Regions from separate parts of the Mus musculus genome. Here regions 2 and 3 are each linked to region 1. A link is a contact called in public promoter capture Hi-C data. All regions are on one chromosome and are shown on one strand. The core of a region is the stretch at or near the end of the contact, and the rest is flanking DNA. Distances in the headings are between cores, read along the strand shown.

Evidence for each region. Promoter capture Hi-C pulls out the DNA fragments that hold promoters and counts their contacts.
Region 2: a contact with region 1 is called in a promoter capture Hi-C map of pre-B cells, with 3 times the contacts expected there. The contact joins the promoter of Rpl27 here to the promoter of Nr1d1 in region 1. A contact is called at or near these places in 3 of 39 promoter capture datasets (cranial neural crest, liver and pre-B cells).
Region 3: a promoter capture Hi-C map of cranial neural crest shows a contact between it and region 1. The contact joins the promoter of Psmc3ip here to the promoter of Nr1d1 in region 1. A contact is called at or near these places in 1 of 39 promoter capture datasets (cranial neural crest) and 2 of 115 datasets of contacts at active chromatin or transcription factors (astrocytes and forebrain).

Annotation. Positions count from the first base shown.
Region 1 is chr11:98,772,723-98,777,183 of GRCm38.p6, forward strand. It overlaps Nr1d1 (nuclear receptor subfamily 1, group D, member 1), which reads right to left and starts at 2,655. Exons shown (of 8, transcript NM_145434.4): 1 at 1,996-2,655. The coding sequence starts at 2,026. Gm31862 (a long non-coding RNA gene) reads left to right here and starts at 2,689. Exons shown (of 4, transcript XR_880204.3): 1 at 2,689-3,092; 2 at 3,917-4,375.
Region 2 is chr11:101,440,198-101,444,658 of GRCm38.p6, forward strand. It overlaps Rpl27 (ribosomal protein L27), which reads left to right and starts at 2,048. Exons shown (of 5, transcript NM_011289.3): 1 at 2,048-2,259; 2 at 2,526-2,608; 3 at 3,304-3,473. The coding sequence starts at 2,528.
Region 3 is chr11:101,093,054-101,097,514 of GRCm38.p6, forward strand. It overlaps Psmc3ip (proteasome (prosome, macropain) 26S subunit, ATPase 3, interacting protein), which reads right to left and starts at 2,382. Exons shown (of 8, transcript NM_008949.3): 1 at 2,290-2,382; 2 at 2,105-2,205; 3 at 1,883-1,972; 4 at 628-739. The coding sequence starts at 2,323. It overlaps Retreg3 (reticulophagy regulator family member 3), which reads right to left. Exons shown (of 9, transcript NM_026501.3): 9 at 3,269-4,461.

The DNA of each region.
Region 1 (4,461 bases), core at 1,405-3,904:
CTGGCCTCTGAGAGATGAGTCACAAGAGACTTAGAAATGTGACAGATAAGACTCAGATGAGTTGCAGGAGATGAAAGGGAGAAACAAAGTATCCATTCTAGGGATTTAGGAATTCCCCTTCCTTCTCAGCCCGGTGGTAACTTTAGCTCTATAGCCACTCAGCCAGCGGCTCTGTCCCTCTGGTTACATTGCGGGCCAGGTGATTCGGCTCCTGTGGTATGCACAGAAGAGAAGGGCCACTTGTCTGCCACACCTCTGCCAAGTACTTAGCCTGGCCGGCCATGGGTGGAGTGGGGAAAGGGGAGGATCCTCAGACACGTGTGTGAGGTGACACATGCCATGCCACCGAGTCGACAGAAGCACATGTCTTGCTCACCCACTGACACACACTAAACCAGGCAGGGCAACCTTAAAATAGCTCAAGGTTGGTCAGGGTGAACCCTGCCTGTAAAATAAGTCACAGAATGGTTACCCGGCTATGGTTTCACGGCTGGGTTGGAGGATGGGTTATTTATGTGGACCTAAATGAACTTGACCTAGTTAATCCTGAAAGAGGGCATGAGAAAGTCACTAAAAAAAAAAGTCTTCCAACTTTGAAGTGATGGGCAATGCTCAAAAGACCCTAGCTCTCCATCTAGATGTGTATTGCTACCGATTAGCTTTCCAATATAGAGGAAATCAACTCTTGTCTCTTGGTCTCAGTTTTCCTTTCTATGAGTGGGGGGAAAAAACCCTGGGCGACGACACAAAGTAGTACGTTGTCAACCTTGATTCTAAGGTATTCCTGTTTGGGGGGGAGAAGACATTCATGGCATGCAAAGTCATACTCGGAGAACAGTAAACTTTGGAACATGGAAAAGTGAGTCTGAATGCAGAAAATGAATGTAGGCATGATTAGAATAAAGGGGTATAAGAATAATCTGGTGTGAGGTTTAGCTGGGACGTATAAACTTGAGGCCAAACAAGTCAGGGGTGCCCCCATATTACTCAAGTCTCGGTCATAGAGGGTAAGGGCCAGGCAGTCTGAGAGGAAAAGAAGCCAGGCGGGGGCGGTGAGTCAGCCCAGCTTCACCCAGATCTAGGCGGAGAAGGGCGGGGCGGGAGCCTGGCCCTCAGCTGGCCTCACGTCCCCACTCCACGTGTGCCCCTCGCACGTGGCACCCCAACGAGGAACCCCGGAACTCGAAGCACCGCCTTCTCCGCTTCCCTTCTGTCGCAAGGAAAACCCCGCCCTCGCCCCGCCCCTCCCGGGCGTCCTGGGTCGTAGGCTGGCCCTAAAACCAAGCTGGGCCGGGACAACTGAGGGGAGGAGAGAAGGCGACAAGCGTTGCTCCGGCAACTTGAGGGGCGGAGCTCATTATGTAACGAGGCCGGGAGGCAATGACCAATGAGATGGCGGCCACGGCTTCTACTGAATGAAAACAAATGCAGCACGTGGGCCCGGCTCTGCAGCCATGTGAGCCCTCCCCAGGCTAAGTCGCTGTGGGTGCCCTGCCTGGAGATGAGTCCCAAGCACCCGACTCCTCAAATGAAGCTCCCCACTGCCGCTGAGGATTCCCCTGTGAACTCTGACCCAGTCACGCAAACCCACCAGCCCGGATCGCCCCACTTCCCAAGACTACCTGGAAGTAGGCTAGAACTGTAGAAAAGGGAAAAGAGACAGGCATACTATAGCTGCAAGGAGTGGGCAAATGGGGACGTGTCCAGAGACTGCTTCAAAATGCTGAGTCTCCCTAAACTCTTCCACTCGCCACTGGTATCCACCCTCCATTTCATCCGTTCTCGGACTGAGGGGAACTCAGGGGGTGCTAGTGATGCGTTTTAGGCACATTCCCAGCCGTAATAACCCTCTTTAGAAATCTTACCTAGTGGCTTTCATCTTAGCACAGTAACAAACACCAGCCAGAGGGAATCCCCAATCCCTTACAAAGTTCCTCTCATAAGCCTTGGATGGAAATGGAGACAGTGACAGAGCAAAGATAAGAATCTCAGTACCTGTGTTGTTATTGGAGTCCAGGGTCGTCATGTCTTCACCAGCTGAAAGCGGTCATTCAAACTGGACCTTGACACAAACTGGAGGTTGTGATGGCCTCTCTCGCCCCCTGGGCAATGGCTGAGGGAGACGAGTGAGCCCCGCAGTTCGCAATCAGGATTCCAGGCACTGAGCAGTAAGGTCTTGGGGTGGCTATACTGCAGCCCTCCAGAAGGGTAGGACGCTGAGGCACCTGAGATCTGATTTGCATGGGAAGAGCAGAGAGTGTGTGTGTGAAGAATCAGCCTGCAGCAGTTCTGGCTATAAGGTAGCAAGGAGAGTCGGGTCTCTGCAGTGCACCGGATGCCACTCCTGAAGGCTCCGCAGTGAAGCAGGGTAATGAATCTGGAGCTCCGGGTGCAAAAGTCCCAAAGGAAGAGAAGCTGCAACCAGGAAGTAAGTAGGTGATGGAGAAATGAGGCACCAGGACGCAAAGAGAGACGTGTGCCCTGCTACGTTTCCTCAGCAGTAATATTTCACTCTGCCAATCTCAACCGCCTTTTGCCCGAGCCTTTCCCTGGGACAGAGGGCTCTGCGCAGGCGCCAGCAGCCCAGGGTTCCCGGGCCGCACGCGGCACTGGAGCAGGTACCATGTGATTCCAGGGAGCGCCTCGTGCCCCAGTGACACACTTTTCCAGCAGCCGGCACGTTGAGATCTGTGCGCCTGCGCACCGCCAGGATTGTTGGGATTTGTAGTCTACTGACAATGTAGGTGGAGTGTGCCTATTCCTTTTCTGCTTTGCAAAAGTGCTTGCTGGCAGCGGGGAGGAGCTGAAAGTGGACTGGGGTGGGGTTTTCTGAAGAGTCAGGGTGGCGTGTTTGGAAAGCCTTGTATGGCAAGGGCATGTGAATTCCTGGGGAGGGCCTGGCAAGCTTTACTGCTCCGTGGAAGATCAAAGCTAAAAGGCCCTTTCTGCAAACCTAGCAAACGTGAGAGCTTCACGTGATTGGAGAACTGACCTCACCCTGAGGTTAGTGGTGACTAGGGGGAGAAAGACAAGCTGGGAGGAGAGATTTCCCTTAAATCAAGAACTTAAGCATCTTTTGCTATGGTGACAAGGTGGGCGACAAGCAGTGTAAATAAAACCCCTTTCTCTTCTTCACCCTAACCCCAGCCCCCACGGGTAGGACTGGCATAGCACGGGGATATCCCTAGGGACTCCCTGTTTGCTTATATGACACCACACTGCCCACTCAAGTGACTTTGGGGTGAGTCATTTCCCTTTGTCTGGGAAATAAAAAGGAGAACAAAGGGAAAGTGCTCTGAGGTCCTCATAGAGAGAGGGGGGTCTGCTCTCTGCAGGGCTTCATGATAGCAGAAGAAGCCCACAGTTTAGGGAGAACATGAGGATCATTTAACTCCCACCCCTCAACTCCCCGAATTGGCAGGGTGTAGTGGCTCGTGCCTGCAATCACCGTCCTTGAGAGGCTGAGGTAGGAGGACTGTCGTGAATTTGAAGCTGACTTGAGCTGCAAAGCAAGCTCCTACTAAGCGAGGAGGGAGTGAGGATCTTCCCTCCTCTTACTGAAGAAGAAAAGGGACCGCCATCTCAGGGACTGGCTCAAGGTCAGGCATTCACTGCTTATTTCTTGTGACCGTCCCGTCCCTGAGATGGCGGATAAATGAGCACATGAAGCACTTAGCATCTCTCTCAGAGCAGCAGTCATCTCAGGAGTGAGAAACACAGAGGCCTGGGGGAAGGGGTCTGTTCTCTGGGGCTTGGGTTGTAAAGAGAGATGGACACGTATCTTCAAGCAGTCGAGTAAGCCCCAGCCACCCTGCTCCTATCTCCAAGTCCTCTGTAATCTCTACACTTGGGGATGGAGGGGGGGTGCTTTTTTTTTTTTTTTTTTAACCTTAAGTCTTTCTCTACTTGCACTTAGGAAGCTCCAGAGAGTTCTGGGAATCCTGGGAAGCAAGCTACCTTGGAGTCAGAGAAAAGCATACGGGGAAACTGAGCCAGGAGGACCACTTTGAGCTCAGTGATTTGAGACTTAAACAACATGAGACCCTCAAAGCTGGAATTAGGGGTACCAAGGAGAAAGAAAGCTGAATGTTAAGGTCAATGATCTTGACCGGGTTAACCACTGATCATCTGAAGGTTAGACTTTAGCCCTGTTCCCTCGTGCCTAACGGGCTTGGAAAAGAGGGGGAGCAAGCATTTCTCCCGCTGCCCTGGCCCTTAGGTCCAGAGCTAGGAAGCTGCTGCAGAGCACCATGGGAGGAACTGGGAGGAGCTAAGACAAACAAGGCCAGAGGCTTTTCAGGAAAACTTGGTTTTGAAGTCAGCCTCCGCTCCCTCTCCCTCCTCCCAGCCAACTGTGTGGAGGGAGAGCTGGGAGGTAAGCTGCTCTGTCCCTGGCTGCCTGCTCTTTGAGACCTTTGATTGGCTCAGAGCCAGGCAACCCCCACCCCACCCCACCCACCT
Region 2 (4,461 bases), core at 798-3,297, 2.7 Mb after region 1:
CTACCTCCTGCTTCAGAAAATATTTTAATTGGAGCCAGGGATGGTGACCCAAGACTGGAGTCACAGATAGAAGAGGCTGAGTCAAGAGGATTGCTGAGTTCAAGTGCAGCTTGGGGTAGACAGTTTAAAAAAAAATATAAAACCATTTTTAGCCAAGGAGTGGTGGCGCACGCCTTTAATCCCAGCACTTGTGGGGCAGAGGCAGGAGGATTTCTAAATTCAAGGCCAGCCTGGTCTACAGAATGAGTTCAAGGACAGCCAGGGCTAGACAGAGAAACCCTGTTTCAACCCCCCCCCCAAAATATTTATTGGATACAGAAATGCAAGTATAATCCAGATGTGGTTCCAGGACTCACGAGGCTGAGGCAGGAGGATCACTGAAAGCTGGATTCCAGCCTAGGCTATAATGTGACTTCCAAGCCAGCTTTAGCTACAGAGTAAGACTTTGTCTCAGAAATTAGTGCCAGCAAAGTGGCTTAGAAGTGGAGAGCACTACTGCTCTTCCAGAGAAGCCCAGTTCTCTTCCTAGTACCCACATCAAATGGTTCACCACAGCCTGTAACTCCAGCTCCAGGAGATCCAATGTCTGTGGCCTATGTGGGCATCATATTCTCACACATACCCACATATCAACATACACATAACTGAAAATAAGTCCTTTAAAATGAACTGAAAAGGGGGCTGGTGAGATGGCTCAGTGGGTAAGAGCACCCGACTGCTCTTCCGAAGGTCCAGAGTTCAAATCCCAGCAACCACATGGTGGCTCACAACCATCTGTAACAAGATCTGACTCCCTCTTCTGGTGTGTCTGAAGACAGCTACAGTGTACTTACATAAAATAATAAATAAATCTTTAAAAAAAAAAAAAATGAACTGAAAAATATTGAAGTAATAATAAATAGGGGCTGGAGAGATGATGGTACTTAGAGCAGTTTCTGCTCTTGCAGAAGATCTGCAGAGAACCCAGGCTCAATTCCCAGCACCCACACAGTGACTCACAATCATCTGTAAAACCAGTTCCAGGGCATCCAACATTTTCCTCTGACCTCCTTGGAGAATAGACACTCATCTTGGTGCATATACATACATGCAGGCAAAAAAGCAAAATACTCATACAAAAAAATAAAAATAAATCTATCGAGGCCAGCCTGGTCTACAGAGTGAGTTCCAGGACAGCCAGGGCTACACAAAGAAACCCTGTCTCAAAAAAAAAACCAAACCAAACAAAACAAAACAAAATCTAAATCTCAACATATATGTGTGTATATATATATATATATATATATATATATATATATATACAAATATATAATATATATTTTAATTTAAAAATATATTTTAAAAGCTAGGAGTACCACATGCTTATTGTAGTCAATATCTGACATCATCGGGTTGAATGTTGGAGATAAGGATACTGTCTGATCTTTTCCATTTTTCATTTTTCATCTAACTGTGCGCGAGGAGGTCATTTTGTTTCTTTTTTTTTTTTTTTTTTTTTTTTTGGTTTTTCGAGACAGGGTTTCTCTTTATAGCCCTGGCTGTCCTGGAACTCACTTTGTAGACCTGGCTGGCCTCGAACTCAGAAATCCGCCTGCCTCTGCCTCCCAAGTGCTGGGATTAAAGGCGTGCGCCACCACGCCCGGCTGTCATTTTGTTTCTTATGGATAATAATTTTAAATTATTTAAATTAAAATAAATTGTAATTTATTTACCTATGGAAGACAGAGTCTATGTAACCTACGTTGGACTAGAACTGGAACTCTTGTCTCAGCCCCTCAAACGATGGGATTACAGGTTTATGCAGCACACACACACACAAACACACCCCCGCCCACCACTGACACACACACACACACCCACACCCCCCCACACACACACCCCCGCAAAGCCCGGTCTTACAAAGCAAAACTGTGAATTTCAGACTCTGTCCTCCTCCTAGTGGCAGAGTAGGGGACTACAGCAATGAAGGGGACAGAACAGAGCTCACATTCAGGTGTCATCCTCGCTCCTCCCTCCACACGCCGGAACCGGAACGCTCTGTTCCTGTCTGCTGCTCGTGCTGCTAATAAAGCTTGGTTCAAAAACGCAGTGCCCGACCCTCCCTGACGAGCTCCTTCCGCCAACAACTTTGACCACCAACCGTGGGGCATGGCTGGGCCTGGGAGGCGGGACAGGAAGTGAAGCCACCTCTCCGTAAGGTGAAAGGTTAGCGGAAGTGCCCTCCTTTCCTTTCTGCTGGGTGCCGGCTGCCTGCTGTCGGTGAGTAAAGGCCTGGAGAGGGTCTTGCAATCCGCCGCCATCGCGGTCCCGGGGTCGGGTTGCTGGGCTCATTCGGACTCTGAGCCTCTGGCGGCTTCACGGGGAGTCGCATCCCTCGAGCAGGACCTCCGGGCCGCGTGGCGGAGTCGGCAGCGGGTGATCTAAAGTCGCGGGCCTACGACCGGGGCTCGCAGGTAGACGTCGGCTCCGGGGCCTTCCGCTTTACACACTTGTGAGCGGCTCCTTCCTTGTCTTTGTCTCTGCAGAGATGGGCAAGTTCATGAAACCCGGGAAAGTGGTGCTGGTCCTGGCCGGACGCTACTCCGGACGCAAAGCCGTCATCGTGAAGGTACCAGACCCCCGGGGCTCTTGAGACTGCTTGCATGTGCGGATTTCGGCTGCTGGATAAGATGAGCCGGATGGGAATTTAAGATCTGTCCTAACAATAGGCACTGGCGAATGCATAATGGGTAGTAATGGTGGCCACTGTGTATTGTACATATTACAGCTGTGGTGTATAGTTCTTGCAGTAACTTAATTTCCGGCACTAAGGTTTCGAGGTGTTAAGTTACTTAAGGTCAAAGTAATGGGTGCTGCAGGCAGCTGAGAGGATGTAGGATGGGAGACACTACTTACACTTAGAGAGCATCCCCTGGGTGTGTTTGAGCGTTTTGCTACTTGCCTCTTACCAGTTTTATAAACCCTTGTGGTCCTAGCCACAAGACCACTGGCCTCTCCAGCTTCCTGCTCCTGTCATTTAGCTAGAACCGGTTAGTTAGGCTGCCCGCTTTGCAGTCTGGGCTTTAACCTTAACTAGCTTCATGGGGGAAGGTGTTAGGGGTCACTTTGAGTGTTAGCCTTGATGGACTTCTAAATCTCCTTGTGACAGGAGTCAACACTGGCTAACTCAGAGTTACTGTCCTGTTGACTCTTAGCATTAAAGGAGTAATCTAGAGATGTGGAGGGTGTATTCAGTAAACATAGTTTTACTAAGATGGGGCCGAAGCAGTAACGTGACTTTTCTTTTTCCCTTTTCTCGTCTAGAACATTGACGATGGCACCTCGGACCGCCCTTACAGCCATGCCCTGGTGGCTGGAATTGACCGCTATCCCCGGAAAGTGACAGCTGCCATGGGCAAGAAGAAGATCGCCAAGCGATCCAAGATCAAGTCCTTTGTGAAAGTTTATAACTACAACCACCTCATGCCCACAAGGTGAGCCTTCCAGAAATGGAATTGCAAGTTCACATCCTCCTCTGAGGAAGAGGCAGCCTTGTGGTTGCTGTGGAACAAGAAAGGGCCATCATATTCCCTTGCTCTTTCCTCTCCCGCCCCTGGGATCGTCTTCCCTCCATCTTGAGAATGCTAAGCTTGTATAACTGTAACCCAGCAGATACAAGACCCTGGGTTTGACCACAGCGCTGTTAGGGGAGGGGAGTAGACTTGATAGAGTCTGTAGTTCATTAATCTTTCTGCATCCGTTTTTGTTTGTCTTTTAGCACAAGGCTATCCTCACATTCGGAATCCTGTGTTCTGGGTTTCAGGTGTGAGCATCCTGTCTCAGGTCCCTTTCGTTTTCTGTTCTCCAGCTTGCCCTTATTAAGTGCAGGTTGCTGGATTTGTCTTCTAGGGTACGCAGGACAGGGTCTGGTCTGCCTTCCCTCACCTTTGTACGAGATGGTTTTCTTTGGGCTGTGAGACAGCTTAGGGCCTGGTGTTGGTGACCGGAGTTCAATCCCTGGAACCCGAATAAGGGTGGAAGGAGAGGGCTCTGTGCAGTTTTGTTTTGAACCAGGATAGAAAGAAAGCTTAGTCATTAGGATACTTACTTTTGTGGAGCTGCTGAGTTTAATTTCCAGAACCTGATGATGTTAAAAGGTTCCAAGCTGCTATACTCCATCTCCAGATCAGACACCCTTTTCTGGTCTCCAGAGGGAACCTGTACTCGTGTGTACGGAAACACATAGTTAGGATTTGTTTTTTCCCACATAAGTTCAAGGCTAGCTTCCACCTGCCTCTGTTGAGTGCTGGGATTAAAGGGATTTGGCACCACCACCCAGTTAAATTGTTTTTCTTTGGGTGGTTTTGGTGTTTTGATGGTGGTGTTTTATGTATGTAGATGTTTTGCCTGTGTGTATGGAGGCAGCATTAAATGCTAAGAAATCCTAGGTGCTGACAGTTGACTACTGTACACCCACCCCAC
Region 3 (4,461 bases), core at 1,132-3,631, 2.3 Mb after region 1:
GGATCCTGCCTTGCCCAGCAGGCGCGTCCCAGAGGTGGGAGGTCAACTTGCGTCTTGCTCTGGGATCTCTCTAGAATAGGACCCCACACTCTGGAAAAGCTCAAGAAAAGGCTTAGAGCACCATCACTCTGTTTCCTATTTTTCTTTCCTGCTCCATCTAAAAGCAACAGTGCCTTGTAAGGCTAAGCCGAGTGCTGTACAGATAATTAAAGGAATGGGAATAATAGATGCAGTGTGATCAAAGGGCCAGGGCTTGTCTTGCTCTGTTGTACTCAGAAGCCATAGCTAAGTCAGTCTGTCTGTCTGTCAGTCTTTCTTTCCTTCTTTCTCTTTCTCTCTCTCTCTTTCTTTTCTTTCTTTTTTTCCCGCTTTTCAATACAGGATTTCTCTGTATAGCCCTGGCTGTCCTGGAACTCACTTTGTAGACCAGGCTGGCCTTGAACTCAGAAATCCACCTGCCTCTGCCTCCGCCTCCCGAGTGCTGGGATTAAAGGCGTGCGCTACCACGCCCGGCTTCTGTGTTTCTTTCAATGCAACATCATAGGCACCTGGCAAAGGGGTCTTAGCTGCAGTCAAGGAACCATTCTGTTAGCAATTTATGACCTCCAAACCACGGCCCAGTCTTACCGGCCTCCATGTGTCGGCAGCTCTGCTGTAAGCTCTGCACCTTGGCAGTGAGGGCCACGATACTGGCATCCAGGCCGTGGAGGTCCGCATCACTCACTGTGTCAAACTGGTTCTGCCAGCCAAGAGAAATATAGCTGATTCCATGAGGCACAGAGAGAAAAATACACATCAGGGGAGGCGGCATTCAAATATGGAAGCACCAGTAGGTGACCCCTAAACCCAACAGTGGGAGAGGATGCTGGGGCTAGTGGTACAGGCTCCTCACTCCAGCAACCTGGAAGGCTGAGGCAGGGGGACTATCTGTACATTAATTAAGTGGCTGGGCATACAGCTCAATGGCAAAGTAGAGCAGAATAAGTGAGACCAAATGCTTTAGAAAGTCTAAAAATACAGTGGAGCTCTTGAGCCATCTTGCCAGCCTCAATCTGCATTTAGATAGATCATTCAGGATACAACATCCAAGATTAAACCTTAATACATCATTTTAGACAGGCGGGTCTGACTGAGAGCAGTGATGACACGTTAGATTTAACAACTGCAAAATAAATAAATAAATAAAATTGAGCTAGCCTGGGCCACGTAGTGAGGGCTAATCTCAAAAAAGAGGGTGGATGGGGGTAATCAGATATAATTGACAAATAGCCACACATATCAGGTGTATAAATAAGAGAGACAAAGACTTACATTCTAATCTCTGGGTTGAGAAGAGAGGTTTCCTGACAGAAAAATGCTAGAAAGCCAATTAGGGGGCAGAGAGTAAGCATTCAACATTGGCCATATCGATGCTGGTACTCAATATTATCTGGATAATAATTATCCAGAGAGAAGTCTGGGTAGGAGAATGTAAATTTGATGTGTTTGGGGTAGTGGGGCAGAGGAAGAGGAAAAATGATTTGGCAGGAAACGATAGCAGAAACGAGACTAGGAGTTGTGAGTCAGGGTCTTCCTTTGTTCATAGCTCAAATGAACACTGATGAAGGCAGCGTGCAGCGTACAACTGACTTAAGAGTATCTGAAGCTCTTTCATACCACTGATTAGATTATTTTGTGAGGTGCCTCAACACTTTTTTTTTTTCCCCGAAACAGGTTTCTCTGTGTAGCCCTGGCTGTCCTCGAACTGAGAAATCCACCTGCCTCTGCCTCCCAAGTGCTGGAATTAAAGGCGTGCGCCACCACTGCCCGGCATGCCTCAACACACGAAATGCTGAGATTCACTCAGACAAGCTCTCAGGTGAGTGTTAATCTGAGTTCTCACCTGATCGGCAAAATAAATTTTCTGCTTGCCGTAGGTCTTCTCTTTGATCTTGCCTTCCTGGGCCAGCTGATCCAGCGCCTTCACTACCGCCTAGCAGAGGAGAGGGTGAAACAATTAGCGCGACCCCAGACGGGGGAGATTTCTGTTGTGACAAGGAAGGCAGGACCCAAGGCTAACAAGGGAGTCCAGCGGGGAGGGAGCCCCCGCAAAGGGGGTTCTCACCGCCTTGCCCAGTCCATGTTCCTTCTGTAGGTTTCCGAACACGTCCTGGGCGCTGTAGGGCCGGTTTTGTTCTTGCAGGTACCTCAGGATGATCCCGGGGGCTGCGGGAGACGAGGTAGGATATGGGGGTCACCTCCGACCCCCTCTCCTATTCCCCTCCCGGGTCTTGCGGGCTTTGCCGTTACCTCCAGCCGCAGCCTCGGCCCGGCTTTTACTCATGGCCTTTCCCGCCACCAAACTCGAGAGCTGGACTGGTCGGTTGCTCCGGGAAACGCCTCCTTCCGGTGAGGAGGCGGGACCTTAACGCTGATTGGCTAAGGAAGAAGCCTGCCGGAAGAGTACCCGGACCTTCCGGGACCCCGTAGCCCTAGTAGCGGCTGTCAAGAAGTCGCAGTCCCCGGCCTTAGTGACAGGTCAGCGGCCGCCTCCTGGGCCCGCAGTGCTGCCTGTGGTGAGCGGTCCTTTCTATAAGCCGCCAGACCCTGTTAGGCCGAGTTTGAGCACTCGTGACCTTGAGCTAAACCCGCGTGGTGTGGGAGCCGGGTCATCTACCACGCCGCTCAAGGGTGCACAGAGCTAGTCCTCCACAGGAGTGGGACTAGTTTTCTCACGTATAAAGGACCTGTAGGTACTTTTGTCAGAGGGTGGCTGTGAACGCCAAGGACACCAACGATTTTCGTGTCGCATGTAGGGGGCGCTCGACACCTAGTGTCATTTGAACGCCCAAGAAAGACGGTTAGGAATGGGGGCTACTCAAGCCACAAAGCTTGAAGTCTCCAGTTATGAGCTGCCACACCTGGCAGGTGCTTTCCATTCCTGACCACAGTGGCCAGTCCGGAGGAGCCTGAAATAAATATTTCTAGTTTCTGAGGTCTGCTGACGGTCAAAGAGCAGCTGTCCTTGCAGCTCAGTGGAAGGGCACAGTATTAATTTTTCAGTCCTTCAACCTAAAACTTCATTAAGCCATTATTCAGAGCCCGGCGAGGTGGCGCACGCCTTTAATCCCAGCACTTGGGAGGCAGAGGCAGGCGGATTTCTGAGTTCGAGGCCAGCCTGGTCTACAGAGTGAGTTCCAGGACAGTCAGGGTTACACAGAGAAACCCTGTCTAAAAAAACAAACAAAAAGATAAATCTAAAAGAGAAAAAAAATAACAATTGACAAATGCCCGCAAGGTATTAGTTATATTTATGTCTTGGTTGTAGGGGGGAGACGTGGCCTCAAGAGGGAAAAACAGAAAGGGCAGGAGGGTCCCTGACATCCACCTGGGCTTCCTCTTCTGAGGATCACCACACCAGATTAGCTATTATCAGATTAATGAGAAGACTTATCAAGGAAGTACACAACGAAACAGCAGTCTCTTAAAAGATTGTTCTCATACAAGATTTATTCCCCTGCACCCCCCCACCCAGCCCAATTCACAGTGGAGGACTTGGGAGATTCAGAGCAGGTTCCACTGGTACAAGAAAAGACCTGGATTTGCTTGCTCCCCTTCCCTCCCTCTTCCTCTTGCCAACTCCCAAAGCATGAAGCTACACACACTCATGCAAACACGCAAAACCCCAAGCCTTTCCCTCACCTCCCTTTTTTTGTTCTTTTCCACATCATCGAGTTCACCTGTAAGACATCTACCTGGCTCTAAGGAAAGAGATGTCCAAAGTATTTGAGAACCCTAAAGTGGGGAGATGCCATTATTATGCCTAACTTTCACACTCACTGACTATGAAACAGGCACCTGCCATTCCTCTTCTCACTGTTATTCACTCCCTGGCCTCTATCTTGTCCATCAACCAAGAGCAAAAGTGTTAGCACAACCCCCAACCTGCAGCACATAAAAATGGGCTCTGTCCAACATCCCTCACCCAAACACAAAAGTGCTGGGGGAGTGGTCCCTGAGGATCAGCAAAGGTTAATGCAAGAGGGAAAGAGGATAGAAGAATTTGGCTTGAGCTCTGATTTGGGAGACAGAGAGGCAGTATGCTGGCACAGGTTGAGAACCAATGATCATTTAAGGGGTTTTCACATGATTTGATTCGGGGCTGCAGAACACCTACCCTTGAGAATGGTCTCTGCTGATTACCAACATCCTTACTAACTGGGCTCATCCTTACAGGAGTTAGGAAGTGGTATGGTAAGAAGAGCTGGTGGCTCTTGGGATGAACGCCATGGCCATTTGTAAAGTGCTACTTTGCTATCCCCTGTGTAATTAGTGCTTCTCCAGAGGAGGAGCAAGGGAAGGAGGAGGGACATAAACATGGATATGATATTGCTTTGCTCATTGCTCAGATTGATGGTCAAATGGAGCCAAGGGTTAACAGCACCAAAGACAACCACACAGCTCCAGGAGCTTTCATGAGAC